Regions from separate parts of the Ovis aries genome. Here region 1 is linked to region 2. The links are chromatin contacts, called in public Hi-C maps. All regions are on one chromosome and are shown on one strand. Each heading gives the region's core, a stretch centred on a gene start, on an enhancer-like site or on the middle of the called end of the contact. The rest is flanking DNA. Distances are from core to core; before and after follow the strand shown. Region 1 holds the start of STXBP1 (syntaxin binding protein 1). Region 2 holds the start of ST6GALNAC4 (ST6 N-acetylgalactosaminide alpha-2,6-sialyltransferase 4).

The links. Hi-C and Micro-C count contacts between places; a contact is called where the count stands out from the background.
Region 1: a Hi-C map of skin fibroblasts shows a contact between it and region 2, with 2.7 times the contacts expected there. The contact joins the promoter of STXBP1 here to the promoter of ST6GALNAC4 in region 2. A contact is called at or near these places in 3 of 16 Hi-C or Micro-C datasets (omental adipose tissue, skin fibroblasts and tail adipose tissue).

The regions. Positions count from the first base shown.
Region 1 is chr3:8,577,141-8,581,080 of ARS-UI_Ramb_v3.0, reverse strand. STXBP1 (syntaxin binding protein 1) reads left to right here and starts at 2,175. Exons shown (of 19, transcript XM_012162474.4): 1 at 2,175-2,341. The coding sequence starts at 2,305.
Region 2 is chr3:8,304,980-8,308,456 of ARS-UI_Ramb_v3.0, reverse strand. It overlaps ST6GALNAC4 (ST6 N-acetylgalactosaminide alpha-2,6-sialyltransferase 4), which reads right to left and starts at 2,191. Exons shown (of 7, transcript XM_042245663.1): 1 at 2,057-2,191; 2 at 1,545-1,630. The coding sequence starts at 1,556.

The DNA.
Region 1 (3,940 bases), core at 926-3,425, 270 kb before region 2:
ATCTTCCTAGGACACTCTCCCAGTTCCCTCTTGCCACCCTTTGCTCATCTCAGGAAGCCTGCCCTGACTGCACCCTACCTTGTCCACTGAGTCAGGTGCTCTGTCATTCGCCCTCAGAACCTCTGTCCTTCAGCTTCAGCACTTACTAGAACAGTAACTCCTTGATTCCTGTCTGTCTCCTAAGCTAGATTACTGGCTCTTTGAGGGCAATATCTGTTGACACGTCAAGGAGGGACTACGTGGCATCTCTGGTGTGTCCTAGGTCCCTGCAATTTACAAACTATCTCCTACTTTTCCAAAGGCAGCCCAAGGCTATCAGTACCTTCCCTGGGTAAAAAGCAGAGACCAGATATTAAGAGACGACACATAAACACTGTCCCTCTCTAGGAACCCATAGGAAGGTTCTGTTAGGGTAGACTGGGATGAGAATGAGAAGATGGTCAGATCTTCCTGCCCTGGGGCTGGTGGCTGAACTAGGACGTGTGGCCCCTTGTTCTGGCTTCTGCAGTGTTCACCATGTGACCTCTAGGCCTCAACTTCTTTAGTAGTCAGTAGAAAATAATGGTTCAGAATTCAGATTGTAAAATTAGATCTTTCATTTGTCACCTATTCAGTTCAGTTCAGTTGCTCAGTCGTGTCCGACTCTTTGCGACCCCATGAATCGCAGCACGCCAGGCCTCCCTGTCCATCACCAACTCCCAGAGTTCACTCAGACTCACGTCCATCAAGTCAGTGATGCCATCCAGCCATCTCATCCTCTGTCGTCCCCTTCTCCTCCTGCCCCCAATCCCTCCCAGCATCAGAGTCTTTTCCAATGAGTCAACTCTTCTCATGAGGTGGCCAAAGTACTGGAGTTTCAGCTTTAGCATCATTCCTTCCAAAGAAATCCCAGGGCTGATCTCCTTCAGAATGGACTGGTTGGATCTCCTTGCAGTCCAAGGGACTCTCAAGAGTCTTCTCCAACACCACACTTCAAAAGCATCAATTCTTCGGCACTCAGCCTTCTTCACAGTCCAACTCTCACATCCATACATGATCACAGGAAAAACCATAGCCTTGACTAGACGGATTTTAGCAAGGCACTTATCTTCCCTGAATCTCAATTTCTTCATCTCTAAAATGTTATATTTCTTAACAATATTAAGAAAAGGACCTAGCTCACAGAGCTATTCCAAGAATGTAATAAGCATTCATTGATTTTTAAGACTAGTTCTCTTGTCCTTTTTGACTTTTGATTGGCTTAACTCATTTTTCTTTGAAGTCAGAGGGGAGCCCTATCTCATGTTTCAGAAGCGATCTCCCCCATAAGTTAAATCTAGCAAAAACTGACATGGGACCACTTTGGTAAACTTGGACTCTAGGAAAGATATACTGACCAGAGTTGTTCCACAGCATAGCCCTATTCGATTTGGGACCTGGGTATTTCTAGAGTTTGGTTGCCCAAAGACTAGGATTATGTCTGTCTGCCGTGTACATGGTTGGAGATCCAACGCCTAGAACAGTGGTTTACATACAGTAGTGAGAGAAAAATAAATATTTGCGAATGAATGATGCACAGCCTAAGACAAAGTCTAGTGCTCAGTTTCTGAGCCTATTTTTTTTTTCACCTGAAAATGGAGATTAAAAACAATGCCCAATTATTGTGATTTAATAAGCTGATGCATCTAAGACTCAGTGGATGGTGGATTTATGGATATGGGAACCCAAAGAAATAGAGATGGTAAATAAAGCTCACGTTACGTTGTCTTGGGGAGTGGGTACTACTAATAAGAGATCTAGCTTCCGAGTTCCTTTTGTGGGCGAGGGGTAGTGAAGGGGGGAGTGATGGAAAGCTCCCAGGAGCCCGGGGATTCTGGTGCGGAGGCTGCGGAGAGGACCTTAGGACTCAGCGCGCCGGGAGCGCGCGACAGCCAGGCCGCGCGCGCGGCGCGTGAGGTGAGGGGGAGGGCGCGGCTTTCTCGCCAGCCAGGGACCGCCTCGCGTCCAGCCGCATCTCGGGGGGCGGGGCCGAGCCTCCGGGCCGCAGTGCGATTGGCGGAGGTGCGCGGGTGACGCCGACGGCTGGCGCGAGACCCCGCCCCTCCCGCCGGGCCGGCCCCCGAGCGCGCGCCGGCGGGTCGCCAGCCTCGCTCTGGCTTGGATCGCGCCGCACCCCCGCGCCGCGCCCGCGCGTCAGTCGTTCTCGAGCCGCGGCTGCAGGGGCGGCGGGCGGCATCCAGCCGAGCGCGCCGACGACCCGGGGAGGCGGCGGTGTCTGCGGGCGTCGCGTGAGGAGGCCAGGAGCCCAGAGACTCGCGCGGCGCGATGGCCCCCATCGGCCTCAAGGCGGTGGTCGGAGAGAGTAAGTGGAGTCGGGTTTCCTCCCCGCAGGCGGCGGCTACGGCTCGGTACCTGCCCGCAGCGCGCCCCCCTCGCCGCCTCCGCGCTGGCCTCTCGCTCCCCGCTCGGCCTGAGGCTCCCGGGTTGGGAGGGTCTCGTTATCCCGGCGCCGCCTTCTCCGGAGGGAAGTCCCTCCCGGCCTCCTGCGGCCCTCGTCCCTTCTTCCCCCGCTCTGCTCTTCCCGCATTCCTCCTCCTTCCCCCGCGCCTTCGCCGCATCCCTGACCCCTCGTCGCACCCCTCCCCTCTTCTCCCCATCCCTCTCTTGGGTCTTCACCTGCATCTCCCTCCACTCCCATCGCTCCACGTCTCCCCCTTCACCTCGCCTTTACCCCCCTGCGGCCTGTTACCCTCTCCTCTATCCCCCTCCTTCACCCCGAGTGCCTTCTCCCCATTTCCCCCTCTCTTCCTCTCGCCTTCTTTATTCCCCCAAGCTCCTCTATTCCACTCCTCTTTCCATCCCCAGTCCCTCCCTCTTTCCCACCCTCCTCCGTGGAGTCGTGACGTGCCAGATCTCGGCCTGCGTCCTCCTGCCCGCTTCCCCCTAGATCCCTCCCCTGGAGCCGGAGCCGCGGTCCCCGGCCGCAGAGACCCACCTGGGAGCGCCGGCTCCGCGCGCCGCGGCGCTCAGGCGCGCCGCTCGCCCGCCCAGGGGCCAACTCCTTGCAGCGGGAGAGAAGCCTGTTTGTTTCCAAAGGCTTGGCTCTGCCGGGGCCGAGGCCACCCGGCTCCTCCTCCCGAGCCGGGGTCTTGGCTTCGAGGGCGGGATCTTCTCAGGGTCCTGTACCGTCTTCAATCACCCGGGAGACTGGGAGAGCTCTAGGGTGCGCGGGAGAAGTTGCCCTGCCCAGCACCGCAGTCTACGGACTCCCTGTTCGCAGGACTCAGCCGGGGCTTGATTTCGGGCCGCGCAAACCCCTGTTACAGGGAGGAAATAGTTGTTCGTGGTTTGGATGAAAGGCTTGACGTAAATGGATTTTTAAAAAATGGATGATGGAGATTGTGGGGCTGCAGCGGAGTGAGGGCTGACGGTGGTCATATTTGGAAAACGGCGTCTCAGGTGCTAAGTAAGCTTGGCGATCTTGTGCAGGCAAATAGTGCCTCTTCAATATTTTGGCCGTTATCTTTAACAGAAAACGGGAGAGGATTGCTGTGGGTTTTGCCGTCTTTTTTGGAATCGAGAGAGAATTAAAAGTGGACTTTTCTCTGCGGGAGAGGATAAGAAAGGAAATAGAAGGAAAATGGTGGAAATGACAGTTTCCTTTCCAACGATTCTCTCCAATTAGAGCAATTCCTCTGTCTCTTTCTGGCTGTCAGATGGGATTTTTGACTGTGATGGTCCTTTTGGGCGTCACTGTTTCTTCTTATTCACTCTCTTCGTTGGTATATACAAAATATTCCCGGTTATACAACCTTCTCTGACCTATTACTCCAGGAGAAAATTGTTATAAACACTGAAACCCAAATGAGCAAGTTTTTTAAAAAAGTGTTCATGACAACACCTGCCTACCCCATGCGGTAAATGTTCCAAATCACGTACTTTCTATTTTAAAGGCCAATCA
Region 2 (3,477 bases), core at 942-3,441:
TCATGGGGTGTGAGCTGGCGGGGGGCGGTGTTGCTGGAGCTCCTAGAAGCTGCCGCTGGGATCCCCAGCCTCATGGGTCCAGATCCCAGCTCAGTAGTTCCCAGAACATCAGCAGAGGCCACAGTCTCTGTTAGCCAGGCCTGCCTCTGGGCTGTCAGGTTCAGAACCCATGCATGACTGAGATAAGCCCTATTATCCCAATATTCTAGATAAGGAAACCAATTGGGGATGAAAATGGGTAGGTAACTCAAGGCCACACAGTAAGAAAGCAGCAGGGTGGGGTCTCCAAATCAAAAACCGTCCTCTTAACCAGAAAGCTGAGGTGCCCTGTGCAGCCTTGGGCATACCTGTCTATGTCTCTGGGCCTGCTTCCTCTATGAAACTGATACTACCCACAGTGGGAACTCACTCTGAGGACAGCAGCCGAAGGACTACCATAAAGTGCTGTGCACATGAGGACAGGCATGGCCCAGCAGGAGGGCCACCAGTTCCCTTCAGACCCCGGCTTCAGGCTGTCCCGCACACCCAGAGCCGTCCCCTCCCCCAGCTGATGACCATGACCTGGGTCAGCAGACCTGTGAGTAAAGAGACAGTAGAAGGGGATATAGGGAAGCGTCACTCAGCAAACGGTTTCAAGAACTGAGAGCTGCAGCCTTGAGGCTCCCTCCTGCAGAAACCACGTCCCCAGAGGCCACGTGAACCAGGAAGCCCTCCTGGCCCCTTGCCCGGCTGGCGGATGTAGTGAATACCTCCACCGAGCCTTCAAGGAGGGGCTGCCTGATGGGGGGACGCAACCCTGGCCTGCCATTGTGTGCTGGGCCACCTTGGTCACCACCTGTGTCTCTCTGGGCTCTAACCGGTCCCCAGCCTGCCTAAGACACAGGTCCCTTGGCCTCAGGAACCAGCTGGCAGCTGGCTGGGGCTCTCTGAAAATCAGAGGTGAAAAAGTAGCCCCCACCAGTCCCCTCCTTGGGCATATCCTGTCAGAGGCCCTCCCTTTTCTGCCCACAAGCCACTTCAGCTCCTAAAAATAAATCTCTGTGAGACCAGCTGTGCGGAGGAGGGGGTTCAGCCCCTGAGGCCTCAAGCTGTGCTTGGCACCTGGTTCCCTGCCTGCAGGGACCCAGAGACCTTGATTCAGGCAGCCACGGCTGACTTCCCACAACATTCAAGGCTCTCGCCAGGGGCTCCTGAATAAACTCAAGACTCTGCTAAACTGAACTTTCACAACATACCCTGCTCCCAGGGAGATGCCTCACCTGGGTGACCCCTGGATGCTCATAGGAGGCAGTACTATTATCTCCATTATACATAGAAGAGGAGCAAAATACTGAAACCAGAGAGGGAATGCCACTTGCCTGGGGCCACATAGCCTGCCAGATCAGGGCTGGACTTTGAGGCTGGTCTGCCGGTCTCCTTCAGCTCAGGAGCAGTGGAATCAGAAGTGACAGTCAGCCCTGGGGTGGGGAGTTGGGGGGTTGGGGGGAGAAGCCACTGGGCCGGAAGCCACCTCCCCTGTGAGCCTTCCTCCTTCTGCCACTTACCGGAGCCTTCATGCTGTCACTGCCGCTCAGTAGCCAGTGGCTGCTGCCTCCCGGGATCAGGCTGGGAAGGGATGGGAGCCAGGGACCTGCCAAGACCCAGATACTCAGAGCTGGGTCCCAGGCCTCCGAGGAAACTGCCCAGGGATACTGAGGCAGGGGAGGATACAGGCCTGGGTCAGGGCAGACGGCTTCTGGGAATCACTCGCCCTCAAGTCCCCAAACACGAGGCAAGCACCGTCCCCATCCTAAAGGAGCTGTAATCTCTTCCTAAAGGAGCTGAAACCTCCCGCCAACCCAGTCCCCATTGCACAGATGGGGAAGGAGAGGTAGACAAGAGAAGCCCAGGGCTCAAGGCCACCGCATCCATTCTGGGTCAGATAAGCAGCAGGAGCCTGGAGCCTAGACTCCCATCAACGCCTAACTCACTAACAGAGAGGCCTGGGGCTGGACGGGACAAGGGCTCTCCACCCCACTGCCAGATCCCACCGACCCCTCACCGCTCGGGCGCTAACCTGGAGGGCAGGCGGGGATGCGCCGGCTGCTCCCCCTCTGTTGCTCGGAGCTCCATGGCCCGCGGGCGGGACGGACGGGGCAGGAAGCCGGAGCCCCGGGGCTGAGGCGTCGCCGTCCCCGTTGCCTCAGCTTCTGGAGGCTGGAAACTCATTGTGCGCCGCCGCCGGCGGGGGCGGGGTTTGCTAGGACGGGGAAGAGGAGAAGGCTCCGGGGGCGGGGCTGGGGGCGGGGCTGGGCGGGACCTACGAGCGCGCCTCGGGTGGGGCGTGCACGGTGGGCGTGGGAGTGGGCGGGGGCGGAGAGGCCGCAGGGTCTGGGCCCGGCCTCAGCAGCTAAGGGCGGAGTCTCAGCTCCGGCATCTCTTCTCTTCCGCCTTTCAACGCATCTCCCAAGCTCCTGCGGGTGGGGGGGTTGGGGGGGCGGTGCGGGGGTGGACGGCCCCCCAGAGGAAAGACCTAGAGGGTGCCTTGTGTGCCTTGTCGCTCTGTTGTGGTCCGGACTGGAATTTCTCCATTTCTGAAGTTTGCGGGTGGGGAGCTTCAGGGATTATCAAGTGGGGTTTTAGGCTCAGGCAGCTCCAGATTTCAAGCTTGATAGGGTTGCCGGATGTAGCCGAGTAAAATACCGGATGCGCACTTATATTGGAATTTCAGAAAAGAAAGAAAGATAGCGCTAAGTCGCGTCCGACTCTTGCAACCCTGTGGACTGTAGCCCGCCAGGCTCCTCTGTTCATGGGATTCTCCAGGCAAGAATACTGGAATGGGTTGCCAATTCTTTCTCCAGGGGATCTTCCCTACCCAGGTATCGAACCCAGGTCTCCAGCAGTGCACGCAGATTCTTTACCGGTTGAACTACGCAGGAAAGCAGCCACTAATCATGTTAGAAATCTGAAAGTCCAGTGTAACTGTGTGTGTTAGTTGCTCAGTCATGTCCGACTCTTTCTGGCATCCTTACCTGGACTACCTCAGATGAGCCTCAGTTTTTCTCCTCTGTTGATGATAGAACCTACCTCAAAGTGGGGGCATCTTGTGGCAGAAGCAAGATTTGAACTGGGCAGTCACTGCAAAGCCAGGGCTCTGACCACCTACTTTCAACTCCCAAATGCCCCTATTTTGTTGCAGGGTCCAGCGGTAAGACCAGGCTAGAATCACAGGACTGGGGATAAACAAAACATAACCAATATTCAATTCATGAGTCACTTGGTTTATTGTACACAATTAGCAGGCAAAGAGTTGGACTATAAAGAGGGCTGACCACTGAAGAATTGATGCTTTCCAACTATGGTACTAGAGAAGGCTCTTAAGAGTCTGCAGGACTGCAAGAAGATCAAACCAGTCAATCTTAAAGGAAATCAACCCTGAATATTCATTGGAAGGACTGATGCAGAAGCTAAAGCTCCAGTACTTTGGCCACCTGATGT